Linked DNA regions of Sus scrofa: all the other regions are linked to region 3. Evidence: chromatin contacts called from public Hi-C and HiChIP or PLAC-seq data. All regions are on one chromosome and are shown on one strand. The core of a region is the stretch at or near the end of the contact, and the rest is flanking DNA. Distances in the headings are between cores, read along the strand shown.

Evidence for each region. Hi-C and Micro-C count contacts between places; a contact is called where the count stands out from the background. HiChIP or PLAC-seq counts read pairs in DNA pulled down with a chosen protein or histone mark.
Region 1: a contact with region 3 is called in a Hi-C map of liver, with 3 times the contacts expected there. The contact joins the promoter of FDPS here to the promoter of KIAA0907 in region 3. A contact is called at or near these places in 1 of 5 promoter capture datasets (liver) and 1 of 47 Hi-C or Micro-C datasets (liver).
Region 2: a Hi-C map of liver shows a contact between it and region 3, with 7 times the contacts expected there. The contact joins the promoter of CCT3 here to the promoter of KIAA0907 in region 3. A contact is called at or near these places in 1 of 5 promoter capture datasets (liver), 4 of 47 Hi-C or Micro-C datasets (embryonic fibroblasts, epiblast stem cells, liver and 1 more) and 2 of 2 datasets of contacts at active chromatin or transcription factors (alveolar macrophages and skeletal muscle).
Region 4: an H3K27ac HiChIP or PLAC-seq map of alveolar macrophages shows a contact between it and region 3. The contact joins the promoter of TMEM79 here to the promoter of KIAA0907 in region 3. A contact is called at or near these places in 1 of 5 promoter capture datasets (fetal liver) and 2 of 2 datasets of contacts at active chromatin or transcription factors (alveolar macrophages and skeletal muscle).
Region 5: a Hi-C map of liver shows a contact between it and region 3, with 5 times the contacts expected there. The contact joins the promoter of SCAMP3 here to the promoter of KIAA0907 in region 3. A contact is called at or near these places in 1 of 5 promoter capture datasets (fetal liver), 1 of 47 Hi-C or Micro-C datasets (liver) and 1 of 2 datasets of contacts at active chromatin or transcription factors (alveolar macrophages).

Annotation. Positions count from the first base shown.
Region 1 is chr4:94,512,410-94,515,664 of Sscrofa11.1, forward strand. It overlaps FDPS (farnesyl diphosphate synthase), which reads right to left and starts at 1,285. Exons shown (of 10, transcript NM_001185131.1): 1 at 1,104-1,285; 2 at 864-1,026. The coding sequence starts at 1,285.
Region 2 is chr4:93,732,397-93,735,630 of Sscrofa11.1, forward strand. It overlaps CCT3 (chaperonin containing TCP1 subunit 3), which reads left to right and starts at 1,571. Exons shown (of 14, transcript NM_001244180.1): 1 at 1,571-1,726. The coding sequence starts at 1,696. TSACC (TSSK6-activating co-chaperone protein) reads right to left here and starts at 2,633. Exons shown (of 4, transcript XM_013996980.2): 1 at 1,915-2,633; 2 at 357-416. The coding sequence starts at 393.
Region 3 is chr4:94,096,623-94,100,042 of Sscrofa11.1, forward strand. KIAA0907 (UPF0469 protein KIAA0907 homolog) reads left to right here and starts at 1,589. Exons shown (of 15, transcript XM_001928648.6): 1 at 1,589-1,720; 2 at 2,223-2,439. The coding sequence starts at 1,683.
Region 4 is chr4:93,766,859-93,770,096 of Sscrofa11.1, forward strand. TMEM79 (transmembrane protein 79) reads right to left here and starts at 1,982. Exons shown (of 4, transcript XM_001927978.5): 1 at 1,655-1,982; 2 at 1-604. The coding sequence starts at 561.
Region 5 is chr4:94,568,960-94,572,361 of Sscrofa11.1, forward strand. SCAMP3 (secretory carrier membrane protein 3) reads left to right here and starts at 1,604. Exons shown (of 9, transcript NM_001185169.1): 1 at 1,604-1,886; 2 at 2,212-2,289; 3 at 3,214-3,336. The coding sequence starts at 1,821. It overlaps CLK2 (dual specificity protein kinase CLK2), which reads left to right. Exons shown (of 12, transcript XM_021089727.1): 11 at 1-57; 12 at 592-1,125. The coding sequence ends at 777.

The DNA.
Region 1 (3,255 bases), core at 35-2,534, 420 kb after region 3:
ACCCACCCAAAGTCGGCCAGAGGAAATCTTGGAGGAGACCATAGGGTGGAGGACCCGTCCCCCACTCCTCCAATGGCATGTCCTGCTGGGACCTCTGTGCCGTTGGCTGCCCTTAGATCTAATTCACTGGGAAGACTTCCCTTTTAATCTCCATCCCAGTGTAGACACACCCCCTTCTCCTTAGTTCCCCTCAGACAAATGAGAGAGCATTTATAGTAAGAATTACTAGATACTCTAAAAGAATAAAAGAATTAGGAGTTCCCATTGTGGCTTAGCAGTAATGCACGCAAACTAGTATCCATGAGGACACAGGTTCAATCCCTGGCCTTGCTCAGTGGGTTAAGGATCAGGTGCTGCCATGAGCTGTGGTGTAAGTCAGACATGGCTAGGATCAGGTGTTGCTGTGGTTGCAGCTCTAATAAGACCCCTAACCTGGGAACTTCCATATGCCACACTTGTGGCCCTTTAAAAAAAAAAAAAAAAAAGGAATAAAACAATAAGGCAACTTAAGTATCTCAGCAATAGTTCTTGTCCTAGAGCAGGAGTTTCTGATGCACTAGCTTCACCCAAGCCCATCTCAGACTGCCTTCCTCCCAGGTCCCTGCCAAGGTAGCCCCTCATTATTTCTGGATGCCTAATGCCTCACCCCCAGGGCCCTCCACCCTTATTCAAAGCAGTGCGGATGGCCCAAAAGAACCACCAGGCAGGACTACTGGGCTAAGTATACCTGCACCTCCAGAGGGCACCCAGAAACGCTCAGGTAAAACCCTGCTCCCACCCCTGCCAAAAGTCCCCCAAAAGCCAGAGCTGGATCCCACACATGCAGAGAGAGCAAAGACTCTCTCCAGTCATAAATCCCTCACCTCCTTGAGTCGGGCAACAGCATCTCCTATCTCTGGGTGCCCGATGTCCTCCTCAGTCAGCACCTTGACGATCTGGGAGAAGTGCTGGATGAAATCCTGCCTTTCTCGGGCATAAGCGTCCAATTTCTGGTCTCCGTTCATTCTGAGGGAGGAGTAAAATGCTCTGAGGAGAGGGAGGACAAGTCAGAAACCTGAACAGCTGCTCCCCTCCCCAAGGCCCCTCACCCCCACCAAACTCACCGAGGCTCCTCTGTCCACGCTTGGCACCAGCAGCGAGCACTGTGCCATGCCCCCAGGACTGGGCACCCGTGCACCAGGGAGGGCCGCCGTAGGGGACCCAGCCACCTCTCCCGGGGCACCCAGCAGGGGGCTGGCAGCAAGAAGAGCCCCACAGATCTCAGCCAGCGGGACAGGGGCAGCATGGGGGGTGGTACAGGGAAGGGGCACTGAGCACTCCCTGCAGGAGCAAGCACCAAAGGCAGATGCACGTTGGCAGCTCCCCAGGTCACCTCCCCGAACTTTTACCTCCATAGCCAGAAGGCCCCACTTTCTCCTGGTATGAGATTGAGGGCATTTACAGGGAAAAAAAAAAATGTGGGGAACAAAAAGTACAGCTGGGTGACTGAGAATAAACTAACTGCACTTAAAATATGATGGCTAGAACTTGGAGTTTCCTGGTGGCCTAGTGGTTAAGGACCCAGTCTTGTCACTGTTGTGGGCAGGTTGGATCCCTGGCCTAGGAACTTCCACATGCCATAGGTGTCGCCAAAAAGAAAAAAAAGGTGACTAAAACTTATTGCCACCTAACTTTATCCTTTTCAACCATCAATGCCTCCCCTCCAGGGATTCTCTGGAATTGCTACACCCCTGGCTGCTTCCCAAGTCCTGGAGTACAGAGAGAAGAGTCTAGAGTAAAGGAATTCAGAACTGGGGGCTAGGAAGACCCTTAAATCAACCTATTTTATATAAGTCAAGCTGAGCCTCTAGGAGGTAGGAAGATACCTAGGACGTGGGTACCAAACCTAGAATCCAGGTCTTCCCAGTAGCCAGAAAGAGGGGTACAGAGTCTGTGAGATGAAGAGACATGAAACAGGAACCCCTGGGTGCTATGGACATGTGGTCTGAGGCTCTGGGACTGGGTGTCCTAAGCCTTTACAGACTAGAACTATGCAGACAACCTCAGAACAACAGTGGGCAGGTGGGGAGAGTTCGCAGTAGAAGAGCAAACCAATGTGCAGTTACACTGAGGGTTCCAGGAAAGCACAGGACAGGGATGGGAGTTTTTCACATCCATGAGGTTAGCCAGTCGGTCCCACCAACCCCCAAAGCGGGGGAACTCCAGCACAACGTACTGGTCCTCCTGTGCCTCAAAGTATCACTACAGAAGTAAGGCTGAGTTTCTAACCCGTGCCTCCACTCCCTGCCCGAGACCTCTCTCACCTGTTCCTGGATGCCGGTTGTGGATCCAGAGAATTGCTGGGGTATGCCTAAAAACCGGACTCCTCAACGCTCAGCTCTCTGGGACTAGTAGTTCTCCATCTCTTTTCGCTATAGGCAGAAAGGCCCAGTAAACTACAATTCCCGGCATGCCACGGGAGGGACAACTACAACGCAATCTAGCGTGTACTGGCAGGGTGGAGACGAGCCACTCTGATTGGATGTTTTCCCTCGTATGAGTATGAGGCCCTGTAACCCACAGCCAATGGAAGTGCAGCACCCCGGGGCCCACAGCTAGAAGGAGGTAGAGTGGGCCAAGATTAGAGGCTGCTGTGGCAAATGGGAAGCAGGCTGGGAGTTTCCTACGCTCCCAGCTGTTGCCTTTACTACATTTCAGTTTTCATTATCTTCCTGTGCAATTGAGTGGCACATTACTAAAACTCCAGAAGGACCACTTAAGCAAATCATAGAACTTCTCGGAGCCTCAGTTAACGTAATTAAAACAGACTTCCCTCATTTGTTAAATGAGGAAAACCCCGTGAGAGATGAAGTATATAAAGTGCTTTAAGTGCCCAAGAAAGATAAAACTCAGCAGAACACACACACACGGCTTCACACTGTTGGCTCTTTCTCCATTAACCTTCCCAAATCCCAGTAACTTGATCCACCTAGAAAGATGCCTGAAACTCCAAACCACATAAAACATAAATGATTTTGTCACTATGGAACAAAATCAGTGTGCAAGAATATCTGCTTTAACCATTGCTGTTCGACATTGTACAGCCAAATTGGAAAAGAATAAAATCTGTTTCAGAGACGCTATGACCCTGTATATATAAAATCCATAAAGCTACTAGAGCTAACAAACTCAACAAAATCACAGGGTACAAAAATAACAGGCAAAAATCACTTGTGTTTCTATACACCTGCAATGAATAATCTAAAAAGGAAATGA
Region 2 (3,234 bases), core at 321-2,820, 360 kb before region 3:
CTTCATTTTCCCAAAAGCTGAGCAATTAAGGTCTGGGTTTTTTTTCGTTTGTTTTTTCTTTTTTTTCTTTTTAGGACCACACCTGCAGCATATGGCGGTTCCCAGACTAGGGGTCAAATCGGAGCTATAGCTGCTGCCTATGCCACAGCCACAGCAACACAGGATCCAGGCCGCCATCTGTGACCTACATCACAGCTCACGGCAACACCGGATGCTTAACCCACTGAGCAAGGCCAGGGATCGAACCTGTGTCCTCATGGATACTAATCAGATTTGTTCGTTTCTGCTGAGCCACGACGGGAACTCCAATCAAAGTCTGGTTTTAAGGGAAAGGAAGCAGGGCCTCTGACACACACCTCTTCTGTTAGTAGGATGACTAGAATGCTGCTCCATCTGAACACCTACAGGTGTGGTGCCTGGGAAAGAATCACAACATCACATGACCAACAACCCATGCTATTATTTTACTATTAACAATTTCATATAAGTTCTCCCCAGCACATATCAGGCTGCTCCAGTTTGGGAAGGAAAAAGTATGAAAGGGTGTGTACTGTTCTATTTTATGGCCAAACATAAGTAACTGTTCTTGAATTGTTCGTGCTCTCATCCTTTCACTAAAAAACAAAACAAAACAAAAAACTGTTTCTAGTAATGTTTCTTTTCTCTGGACAAAACAGTACTTTAACTACGCCCAAACTTTAAGCGTCTCCTAAAAATGTGGGCAAATACTGTGTTCTCCCCTAGTTTTGATTTCTGCGGGATCAGCCCTTTTCCTATCCTGTAAGGTAACTTAAAAACTCTGGTTCTCCAACATCTCTAATGGACCAGTAGCTGAGGGCATGAGGAGGGCAGGGGAAAGAATGGACACGGATAAAGAAAATCTGAGAGCACTAGAGGAAAACACTTGAGAAAATGTTTTACATAGGATAACTCGAGGGGTCGGTAAGCCAGCACTCTCAGGTACCATTCACGGCCTCAATAGATAGTATTTGCCTAAGAGGGAAAGGTCCATGCATAGGAACGAGTCAGAGGCAGTAAACCACAACTCCCAGCGTGCCCAGAAGGCTAGTTACCGCCCAGCTCAGTCTGATCGGACTACAACTCCCATTCCACCCCGCATCAAAGGGGCCAGGTGTTCTCTCAACTGCCGGTTTAGGTCCCGCCCCTTCTAGTCCTCCCCGTAGCCAAAGCTGGAACGAAAGCATGGAAACTGTCAAGTCATTCTCCACCTTGGCGTCCGAAAGGAGTCGAGACGCATGAGTTTAATGACCTCACCTGCGGTGTTAATGGAAAGCCTCTACCCCAGCACCCACCCTTATAGTTGACACACATGCGCAGTGGCGTTCCGGCCAACTACCCGATCCTTGGCGCTTGCGCCAAGGTTCGCGCCGCACGCGGCCGGGAGCGGCCACCCCATTGCGCAAGCGCCTCTGCCCTCTCATTGCCATCACCGTGCTCTCTCTACCTAGCTTGCCCCGCGTTCTTGCGTAGGGGGCGGGGCTAAGAATGTCAATTGGCCTGTTTCCGTGCCGGTCAGTGAGATGGGTGCGGTGATTGGGGGCGCCCGGGAGGGTAGCGGGGTTGGGTGTAAGCCCTGAGGAGGCAGCGTTTTCTGGGCTTCTCGCTGGTTCTCTCTCTCCAGAAGGTTCTGCCGGTTCCCCCTGCTTTGGGTACCCGGCTCTGCATCGCGCCGCCATGATGGGCCATCGTCCGGTGCTCGTGCTTAGTGAGTTTTGGGAAAGCTGGGGAAGGGACCCCCTCTTCATCTCCCTCTTTCGGCACTTTACAGCCTTGCCTCAGCCCAGTCCCGCCCTGGTCCGGCCCCTGAGCCTTCCAGTCGTTCATTTTGGAAGCCCCTTCTGCTTTCCTGTCTACCCTTAACGTATTCCCATGTCTACACAAACGCAAACTGACCTTTCTCTCTCGAGCCTCATTTTTCCGGGCTCTGGCCTCGGGAAGATGCTTCCCACTCGGCATTCTGTTCTTCACCTCCAACCCCCGCCCTTGCAACCTTCTTTGAGTGATTTTCAGTGTGCAGTTTTGTGACTAACGGCTTTTAAGTTTGGCCTAGCATTTTAACCTTGGCCCATCCCTTAGTAGTGGTGTGGCGTCAGCCACGTTGTTTGATTGAAACGTTTCCATCTTTATTATTAGGATTAACTATTTTCCCGTAAGATTGTGACTCAAGTGAGATAAGTAGAGACAATTGCTTAAAAGAGCGAGTGGTAGCCTTGGTTATTTGTATTTTCAGTAATTGTCCTCTTGAATTTCCATTCTGCAACTTCTGTTCCTCAAGTAACCCTACCTTCCTCACTGGTTTATCTTAGATGTAGTTATTCCCTTGATATCCCCTCCGTGGTAATCTTTCCCACTTACCAACTGAGTTTTCCCACATTTTTCCATTGGGTCTCTTTACCTATGGGGAATGAGTCGCATTTCTGTTGTCTTCCTCGGGTATGTTTCTGTTCTGTGTAATCTCAGCCTTATTAGTCATTTTCCGTCCCTCTCTTATGCGTGTAGAATGCTATCGATTTTCTGTATACCTGGAAAATAACTGTTTGCAAACAAGAATCCACTTAACCCAGAAAAAAAAACCAATTTTTTTCTGATGAATCCAATCAGAAAGGTCCATGCAGGATTTTGGTTATCAGTGCCTGAAATAGGAATCTAAATCCTGAGAACTGTGAATGAATGTTTAGGTTTGATGGGTGGGAAATTTTACAACAAACTGTAGGGAAGTATAATTTGGAGAGAGGAGTGAAATAAACATTCTTTTGATTCAGGTATAGCCATTGAGAGGGCCCTAAGGTGAGTAGTGCGTTGTTCAGCTCTTTTGAGGTCGGAGTTAATCCCTTGCATTAGCGGCCCTAACCTATTAGACTTCCTATTAAAACATGTAGGTCACACTTACTGATGGTCAGTGGGTTCCTGAGGCATTCTGGTTATGTCCAAGCATGAAGTGATTGTATCTCGCAAACCCAGATGCTTTTGAGTGTGTGTTCTCATTCCATAGCACACAGGGGAGAAGGGGGGAGGAACTATTTAATAATTACGCTGGGAATGTCAGTATGATTCTGTGTACCCAATTATGAGGACATGAATCCCCCAAGTTTTCCTTTTTACATAAGGGAGTGATTGATGCTTTTTTAGGGTCACCAGGTCTTTAAAAATCTGATGGATCTTAGGTTATGAATCCTTGTTATACATACATGAATATTTGATTAGAGAGAAAGT
Region 3 (3,420 bases), core at 339-2,838:
TTGTAATATATCATAGGAATTTCCTGCTGGTGCAGAGGGCTAAAGGTCTGGTGTTGTCACTGCTGTGGCTCAGGTTCCATCCTTGGCCTGGGAACTTCCAAATGCTTTGGGTCAGGCCGAAACAAAGAAAAAACGAATAAATAAAAAGGAGTTCCCTAGTAACCTAATAGTTAAGGATTAGGCCCTGTCACTGCTGTGGCTAAGTTCAATCCCTGGCCCAGGAACTTCCACATGCTGCTAGTGCAACTGAAAAAAAAGAAAAAAAGAAAAAAGAAAAAGAAAAAAGAAAAAGAAAAAAGGAAATAAAGACACTAAAAAAAAAAGGCACTATAGCAGGTGTTCCCATTGTGGCTCAGTGATAATGAACCTGACTAGTACCCATGAGGATGTGGGTTCAAGCCCTGGGTTAAATGTTCCCTCACTCAGAGGGTTAAAGATTTGGTGTTGCTGTCACTGTGATGTAGGTGGGCAGCTGTAGCTCCAATTCGACACCTAACCTGGGAACTTCCATATGCTACAGGTGTGGCCCAAATAAAGCTCACACACGCACACAAAACACTATAGCAAAGGAAAAAATAGATTCATGCAATAGAAAAGAATGCAGAAATAGATGTTTATATGGGACATTTATTTATTAAATGCTGAAGGGAAAACACTATAAATGTGGCTTTAAATTTTTTTTTTAGGGCCACAGGTGTGGCACATGGAAGTTCCCAGGATAGAAGTCAAACAGGAGCTGCAGCTGCCCTACACCACAGCCACAGCAACTTAAGTCCCTGAGCAGGACCAGGGATCCAACCTGCATCCTCATGGATACTAGTCAGGTTTTTAACCTACTGAGCCACAACGGGGACGCCTAAAAATGTGAATTTTAAATGAATTTGTATTCTGTTAATCCTGTCAGTACATAAACTTGTTTGCAAGAATAGCATTGTATTTTATTGATTCTATGTAGAGACTCCTTGGAGTTCCCATTTCATAACCTAGGCTGGGTCACTTCTTTAGCCCTCACTGGAAGGGCTCTGTGACTTTCAAATACTTGCGTGTTAGCTCCACCAAGTTGAGCATTTATCTTCTCCACCTTTGTTTATTATAACCTATTCTATGTAATACCCGGCGTGGCCACCACGCCACATTCTAAGTGTCAGAAAGGCAGGACCCCCTGCTCTTAAAACAGGGACAGGCGCGCAGAAATGAAAAGAAAAAAATCTTCAAATAATTTTTGGGATGAGTCCTTTCCTTTTCCCTAAGCAGGTAACTGAAACTTGAAGTTTGCAAAAGCCGCGGGAAAGCGCTGTCCCAGGTCAGCGGCTGGGACTCTACAAGAATGTGACTGAATTTGGGGAGAAACCTGTTTAATTTTCCTTACTCATGCGTGTTGTACTCTTGGCTAGCGACTTGCCCACAAGAAAGATGGATTCTTCTTGCCCCAATTCTTCCTTAATATGAGATTTAGCAGCCATCTTTCTCAAGGGAAAGCGCAAGCAGGAAGGCCACACCCCATCTGTTTCAAATAAGGCCAGAAGCCTTGACATCAACAGGAGTCCAATCGGAATAGACTTTTATACCGGAACCGCTTTGCCTCACGACCGGAAGAGGCTGTGCGTAAGGGCGTTGGGGGCGGAAGTGACGGGAAGGAGGTAGTGGGGTAGTTGGCGGGTGGTTGATCAGAGCCGGTCGCCATGTCCGCGGGGAGCGCGACACATCCTGGAGCTGGCGGGTAAAGCTTTTCTGGCGAGGGCATCGCAGCGAGCATGAGGCCCAGGAGAGGCGGAGGGATCATGGGAAGCAGCGTCTGGGTAGAGGGGCGCTTGGGTGGGAAGTGTATGTATTTGAGGGCCGGACTTTGGGGGCGAAGGATCGTGAGCAGGCCTGGGGCCCCAGAAAAAGGCCAGCGGGGATCAGAGAAAGGAGAAAAGCAGGGACTTTGGGAATGACGAGCCAAAAGGGAAGGTGAGAACGAAGGGTTGTAGGACACCAGAATCTTTTAATAGGGATGACGGAGTAGAAAGGAAGTAGATTCAGGAAAAGGGTTGAAAGAAGTGAGGATTTGGGGAAATATTGCAGTGGTTGTCTGTTTAAGGAGAGATGGTAATTTTAGCTCTGATAGTAGATTCGAAAGTGTAAAGGGAGCCTGATAGCGGGAAAATGGGGTACTAAGGTGTAGTAAGGGGAGAAAAATAGTAAAAACTTTGTGGCCTAATATTTTCCTCTTCCTGTAGGCGCCGCAGCAAATGGGACCAACCAGCTCCAGCCCCCCTTCTCTTCCTGCCACCAGCAGCCCCAGGTGGGGAGGTTACCAGCAGTGGGGGAAGCCCTGGGGGCTCCACAGCTGCTCCCTCTGGAGCCTTGGACGCTGCTGCTGCTGTGGCTGCTAAGATCAATGCCATGCTTATGGCCAAAGGAAAGCTTAAACCAACTCAGAATGCTGCTGAGAAGGTATTTGAAGTTGAGGGGATTCTGCTGATTGCAGTTTGTAATCTTGTAATCTCACAATCATTTGTCTTAAGGAGACACTCTCGGGGGTGGGGGTACAGTAATTTAGTTTTTTTTTTTTTTTTTCTTTTTAGAGCTGCAGGAGCGGCATATGGAGGTTACCAGGCCAGGGGTCAAATCAGAGCTGCAGCTGCTATGCCACAGCCACACCAGATCTGAGCCCCCTGTCTGCAACCTACACTACAGCTCACGGCAACACCAGATTCTTAACCCACTGAGCAAGGCCAGGGATCTAACCTGCATCCTCATGGATGTTAGATTCGTTTCTGCTGAGCCAGGATGGGAACTCCTAGGAGGCAATTTTGCTTGGGCTAAGTTACATTTATGGACCAAATAACTTGTTTTGTCTGTGTTCCCTTAGTTCAGCCCTAGTTCTGTCTACATGATCATTTAAAGCAGTGATGTAATAGGTTTTTTGATACATGTGCATTTCCCCTGAAGTCAAAAGAGAAAATCAGATAAATCGTGGTGAGCTTTAAAATATCTCTAATTAAATCTATAGATTTAGGAGTACTCCTGTGGTGCAGCTGGTTAAGGATTCAGCATTGTCACTGCAGTGGCTTGGGTCACCGCTGTGGTGCAGATTAGATCCCTGGCTCAGAAACTTTCATATGCCTCAGGTGCGGCCAAAAAAAAAAAAAAAAATCTGTAGATTCACATTTCTAATGACTGCCTAATTAAAGTGCTGTTGGACATGAACTAAAATGAGTAATTTATATATATATATATATGTCTTTTGCTGTTTTAATGCAAATTGAGGAAATCAGAATACCTAGGTTATATACTCCCTATTATAATTAGAATCTTACAACTAATATGGGTCTGAACTTTGAAGCATTTAATTTACCTTGCCATAGAATCTTTCTATAGGATAATGGGTATAGGTCTGTTTGCATTGTTAGAAGACATGCTTTGTTCTTTAAA
Region 4 (3,238 bases), core at 732-3,231, 330 kb before region 3:
ACAGGAGCGGCCAGGCGGCCTCACCACTGCCTCAGCCCACTTGCGCTCAGGGGGCTCAGCGGGGGCGGCCCGGGTGGGCAGGAAGGTCCGGCGGCGTTCGCCCTCGCTCGCCTCACAGCGCACAGCAAGGTCCTCCTGTGGCCGCCGCTCAATGCACTGCAAGTCGATGGGCACGAAGGCTCGGGCCGCCTTCTCAGGCAGCAGGCAAGCGTCATCTTCGGGCAACTCCTCCAGCTTGGTGGCTGGCTCTGACTCGAGGGGCTCAGGCTCAATGTCTCTCCAGCCTGGGGGATCTGGGAACGGGGCACTGGGCTGGGGGCCAGCCCCCCAGGGCAAGGTGGCAGCCTCACTTACTGTGCTATCTAGCCCATCCTCAGTCCCCTGTCCGGCTGTGGGAGACCCAGCTGAAGACCCCACTCTGGAGGACTCGGCTCTGGGAGACTCAGCTCCACCCTCCCCCTCTGTCTTCTCGCCATTGGGGACCAAGGCCTGGGGTGGGCTTTTCTCCAGGGCTGCAGGCCCCTTCACCTCCAGCAGGGCCATGGCCTCGGGTTCCGTCATCCTGGGGCCTCACTTCTGGGGTCTACCGTAAGGTCGTGTCACCCTGGAAGGAGCAGAGGGAAGCTCTGTCAGAAGCTGCTGCTCTTGGAGTTCCTGTAGTGGCTCAGTGGAAATGAATCCAACTAGTAACCATGAGGTTTCGAGTTCAATCCCCGACCTTGCTCAGTGGGTTAAGAATCTGGCGTTGCCACGAGCTGTGGTATAGGTTGCAGACGTGGCTTGGATCTGGCCTTGCTGTGGCTGTGCCATAGGCCAGCAGCTATAGCTCCGATTCCACCCCCAGCCTGGGAACCTCCACATGCCCCGTGTGCGGACCTAAAATAAAAAGGCCAAAAAAAAAAAAAAAAAAAAAAAAAAAGCTGCTGTTTTCTGGGTTGATAGAACCGAAGCTCAGCTGGTCTTACGGTGGGCTTTAGCCCCATCTGGGACCTTAGGGAGAACATGGTCCTTGTGTTGAAATAGAGTGAGGCAGGAGGGAAGTGAGCAGCTGAAATGGAGACACCCTTTCGACATCAAATGCTATTCACCAGGAGAGGGTGAGTCAGGGGGCACAGGCCCTGGCAGCTGTGGCCTCGCCTCCACCCACATCTCCTGCCCCTCTCCACCAAAACCCCTGGGGTCATGGCCACCCAAATGCAGGAATGAGAGGAAAAGGAGGTGTCTAGAAATTTGCCAAGGGCTTTCTTCTTGCTAAAGACCTTCTCGTGGACAGAGAAGCTTCCCTTTCACTTCCAAACCTTGCCTTCCCCTGAAGACCCCGGACTGGAACTCTCCTGGCAACTTATACCAACGATTTGCCAACAAATCTGTCCCAAGGAGCTGGCAGTAGCAGGGGACCCTGTTCTTTCGTCTCCAATCTGGATACTTGGTCGGTTTTCAAACTTCTCACCAACCCACTCCACATCTGAAGGGCCTGGGTCTGTCCATTTTGACCTCTAGGTCTAATCAAAGCTGTTTCCCATGCCTCCTCTCCTGTCTTTCTCCCCTCCCTGCCGTCCTCCATCTCACTGCTTCTGGATGAGGCTAACTTCCCTCCCTTCACTGCTCAAGGACCTCCGATCCCTTAATGTTTGGACCCGTGACACCCACTTACTTTCCATCTGGAGAGAGGTAGAGGGTCCCCAGCGTCCGGGAAGGAGCTGCCTAGCTCGCTGCTGGCTCTGCAAGTATTTCTCTCCGTCTCCCTCCCTTTACCTGGGTCTCCAAACCTGTCTGACCAGAGCAGGTGGGGCCCAGATTAAAGGGCAGGCCCCGCCCTGCTGAATCTGCCGACAGAAAAAGCCTTAGAGAAGGACGTCATGCTCTCTGAAAGTGGGGGTGCAGCTGAGCCTAGAGGTAAGTGTGTTCTAGGAACATGGGTTTTGTAGGAACTCCCAGCACAGGAAAGCAAAGGGGGAAGAATGGGTTTGTGCATCAGAAGGTGCTTGGGGAGTTCCTGTCATGGCTCAGTGGTTAATGAACCCTACTAGTATCCATGAGGATGCAGGTTCGATCCCTGGCCTTGCTCAGTGGGTTAAGGATCTGGCATTGCTGTGAGCAGTGGTGTAGGTCACAGACGCAGCTCGGATCCTGCTTTGCTGTGGCTGTGGTGTAGGATGACAGCTACAGCTCCAATTGGACCCTGGCCTGGGAACCTCCATATGCTGCGGTGTGGCCCTAAAAAGACAAAAGACCAAAAAAAAAAAAAGGATGTTGGAGTAGGTTGGAAAACACCCAAAAGAGAGGTGGAATTTCTACACTTATTCATTCAATATTTATTGAGCACCTGTTATTAGTTAGGCACTATTCTGGGCATAGACATAGGAAAGAACGAGATGACAGGCAAAGTCTCTGGACTTAAGGGGCTTGTTCTGTTGGGGTAGCAGATAATAAAGAAGCCTAGAAAATAAATCAATAAGACAATTTCAATAGGAAAATTTCTTTGCCAAAGTGATATTTGAGTTGAGACCTGCTGGGAATCAGGAGAATGGGTGTTTCAGGCAGAGGAACAACAAGTGAAAGGCCAATAAAAAGGAAAGACAGGTTGTTTCAGGAACATCTCCCTAAGCACCTTGCTTTTTAGGTTAGGTTTAAGGTTACAAAAACCGTGGCACAGTGGTTTAAGAACGTGACTGCAGTGGTTCTGGTCACATAGATCACAGCCATGGCTTGGATTGAATCTGTAGCCTGGAAACTTCCTTATGCTGAGAGTGTGGCCATTAAAAAAAAGACAGCAATAGGAATCCACAGTGATCTTTCCTATGGGAGGACCAGGGGGCAGAAATGTAAGGGTGTAACTTCTCATTCCTGTGGATCTTTTCCCCTTAAGTCATTAGAGCTTCGTAAGGGGAGGGACAATGTCTGAATTGCTCATCTCTGTGACTCCAAAATCCAGCACTGTGGCTGGAAGACAGCAGATGTTCAATAAATGTTTACTGGAACAGTAAGTGAGGAACATGCAAGTGGAAATCTTTGGGTTGGGGTCGGAAGCTGAAGGGCTGAGGTGTCTGTGTAAGAGTCTTATCTTGGAAGGCCTTGTCATACTCGGTTCTTTCCAAAAAAAATTTCACATACAAGTTTTTTGCTTGTTTAAATAATGGGGGAAAAGAGAGAATTAGAATCACTGTAACTAGTAACCTGAAAGAGGCTCGACTCAAATGGGGGCGACAGAAAAACGAACCAAATGACCACAGTCAGA
Region 5 (3,402 bases), core at 354-2,853, 470 kb after region 3:
TGGGATGAGAACACATCAGCTGGGCGCTACGTGCGAGAAAACTGCAAACCACTTCGGGTGAGCCGGGCTGGGAATAAATAGTGCCCACCACCCAGAGGTCACTTCCTTCTTAAGGTGTTTTGCCCCTGGAATGCATTTTACAAGCAGAGAGTTAGCAAAGTAGGGGAGGAAAACTGAAAGAAGACATCTTTTGTTGATAGAAGAGAGATGAGGGAGTGGTTTTATGGAGGGAATGAGGTTAGACAGCCATGTTTGAGCCAACCAGAGATGAAAGCAATGTCCTGGATTCTTTAGGTCAGACAGAAAAGCATAAACTACCTTTGAAGAGCTTACTTTTTAATGAGGAGCTAAAGAAGATTCCTGAAGTTGACAAGGATATACAAGTAGAACTTTCAAAAAGTATGAAGGAATAATGGTGCTAGTGGGAAGGTAGAACATCAGAAATGGTTACAGTGTGGTCATGGTTAGGTAGCATTCGTAACGGTTGTCCGCAGAGCCTTGGTCCTCCAGGATTGGAAGCCAGGGCCTTGAAGAAGAAGGCAGGGTTTGTAAGGCATCGTGCCTCACCTTTTTCCTGCCCTCCACCACCAGCGGTATCTGACCTCAGAGGCAGAAGAACACCACCAGCTCTTCGATCTGATTGAAAGCATGCTAGAATATGAACCTGCTAAGCGGCTGACCTTGGGTGAAGCCCTTCAGCACCCTTTCTTCGCCCGCCTTCGGGCTGAGCCACCTAACGCCAAGTTGTGGGACTCCAGTCGGGATATCAGTCGGTGACGATCAGGCCCTGGGCCCCCCTGCGTTTCTGACAGCAGTGGGTGTCCAGTCCAGGACACTGGTGCTTTTTTATACAAGAGAACAGAACCGGAGCCCACTCCTTCCTCCTGGCTCCGTGTGTACCTGTGAATATGTGAAATAGTGTAAATATGAAAGAACTTAATACCTATTGCTTCAACCCCTGCCTTGTACATAATGCTGTCCCATCTCACACTCTTCCCGCCCTCACCTGCCCCTTCACAGTTGAGTTGGATGGGGGCAGAATGAGGTAACCAGGTGGCATCAATCCCATGTTTTATAAGGAATTTTGTACAGTCTTTGTGAAATAAAATGACGTGCTTCATCGGACCCCCCTCCCTGGAGTTTGAGGTTTGGGGGGATGCTGGGGTGGAGGGATTGTCAACAAAGGGAGTCCCATCTTACCCTGCGACATTAATCATAGGCTGCCAGTTTATCTGCCCAGTCTGTCTCAGGAGAGTAGTAATGAGTAAGGTAAGATTTCTTGGTTAGAATGAAGGGCTAATGAAGCACTTTGATCTGGAATGACGAGTTGGGAAAGAAGTTCCGATTACTATAGCTGTTAGGCCGGGCCCCAGGATAGAGCCAGAAATCCAGATTTAAAACTTACTCAATAGAGCTCCTGGCAGGCGGCCGCCGCCACCTCCACCACCACCGGCGGGTAGGTCTCCCGTCGCAACTCTCCCAAGGCTAGGATAGACTCAGGTTCTGACGCTAGGCCCGCTGGGAGGTGTAGTTCATTAGTTGAGGGACGTCACATGACGTAGGGGCGGTACTTGGCTACCGGCAACGAGAGTTGTCACGTGGGGCACTTCCTTCTTTGCTTTTAGCCGAGACGCAGGCGCAACTCGCGGCTGCTGCGGGGATCCTTGTGACCCTTCCGGTCGGTACAGCCAATCCGTGCACAGAGAAGCGGGGCGGACCGAGAGGAGCGGAGCGGAGGGAGCTCTTGAGAGCCACGGCCGCCGCCACTGCCGCGGCAGGGGCGTGGAGGGCAGGGGGCGGCCCGGGCCGCGGTTGCAAACATGGCTCAAAGCAGAGATGGTGGAAACCCCTTCGCCGAGCCCGGCGAGCTTGACAACCCCTTTCAGGTGACTTGCGCCGGCCTCCTTGGGGCATCCTGGGGGACTTCTCGGTTCTAGAGGGTCGGGCTAACTTGTATTCCCATTCTTGACATTTGATCTGAGCAAGGGCCGCCACGTGGGAGTGACGATCAGTGAGCACCTGGGGGGCGGGCCCTGCCCCCGATAAGGAGCTGGTACTGGCAGTGTGGGGTGAAGGATTGGGAGCAGATACTGGGACAACAACGTGGCCTCCAAGCTGCAGTCCTTGCAGCCACAGGCAATTGAGAAGAGGCTCCTGTGAGTTCCTCCAGAGGCACCAGGTGCCAGCTGAGCCCCAGATCTCTGCCCACAGGACCCAGCTGTGATCCAGCACCGACCCAGCCCGCAGTATGCCACGCTTGACGTCTACAACCCTTTTGAGACCCGGGAGGTGAGATTCTGAAGAGCACAGGAGGGCCAGGAAGATTAGGGTATGCCAACAAGTCCACTCTGTTGGGGTACAGTGGACTTGTTTGCACGCGAAGGAAGGAAGAAGCAGGGTGATCTTAGCTCCCTGAGAAGCCAGTCTTCCATGGGATGTCTGAACCTTCTAAAGACACCAAGACCAAAGATCCATGTGGTTTGAGCTCTAAATATCGGTCCTGGGAGAAAGAACCTGGAGTCTCTTAGTGCCTGAACCAAGGCTCTGTCTAGGGAGGCTTCTTTAGAGATGAAAAGGGATGGGGCTGTTTGGAGTTGAGGAGAAAACGATCTATGCTTAGGTGTACAATTCGAAAGCAAGAAACGAAAGTGACTAGACCTGTTTATCTCGTGGGAATGGAAAATGCTAAGAGTTTTCAGAAGTTAAGGAGGTAGCTGGAGCTCTCCCGTGCTGCAGCTGCAGCAGGTTAAGGATCTGGTGTTGTCACTGCAGCAGCTCAGGGCAGTTTTTTTGTTTTGTTTTGTTTTGTTTTTTTTGTCTTTTTGCCATTTCTTTGGCCGCTCCCACGGCATATGGAGGTTCCCAGGCTAGGGGTCTAATCGGAGCTGTAGCCGCCAGCCTATGCCAGAGCCACAGCCAACAGAGGATCCGAGCTGCATCGCTTAGGTCCATTTTAAGGAGGTAGGTCCAGTAGATGAATGCTTTGAGTTCTGGCTGAGGAACTAGATGCGACTCCAGGTCATAGTAGCCCTCATCACCCCTCACATCACAGTCCTCTGATATAAATGCAAGAACTAGCTTTCTAACAACGGGGGGCGGGGGGAGCTGCTGCCTTAGGTAATGAGTTCTAGGTCTAGAGATATTCAAGCAGACTCTAGATTCCTGTGTTATGAGGGACTAGATGATTGCTAAGGTCTTTTCCAAACTCAACAGCCACCACCAAGCTATGAGGCTCCTGCCCCTGTTCCAGTTGCACCACCCTCAGCCGCCCCCTTGCAGTCCTCGAGAAAGCTCAGCCCCACAGAACCCAAGAACTATGGTTCCTACAGCACCCAGGTAAAGGGGCTGTGTGGGTAAGGGTTGGGGAGAGGGGCCAGCCCTGGGGTTCAGGATTCATATCCC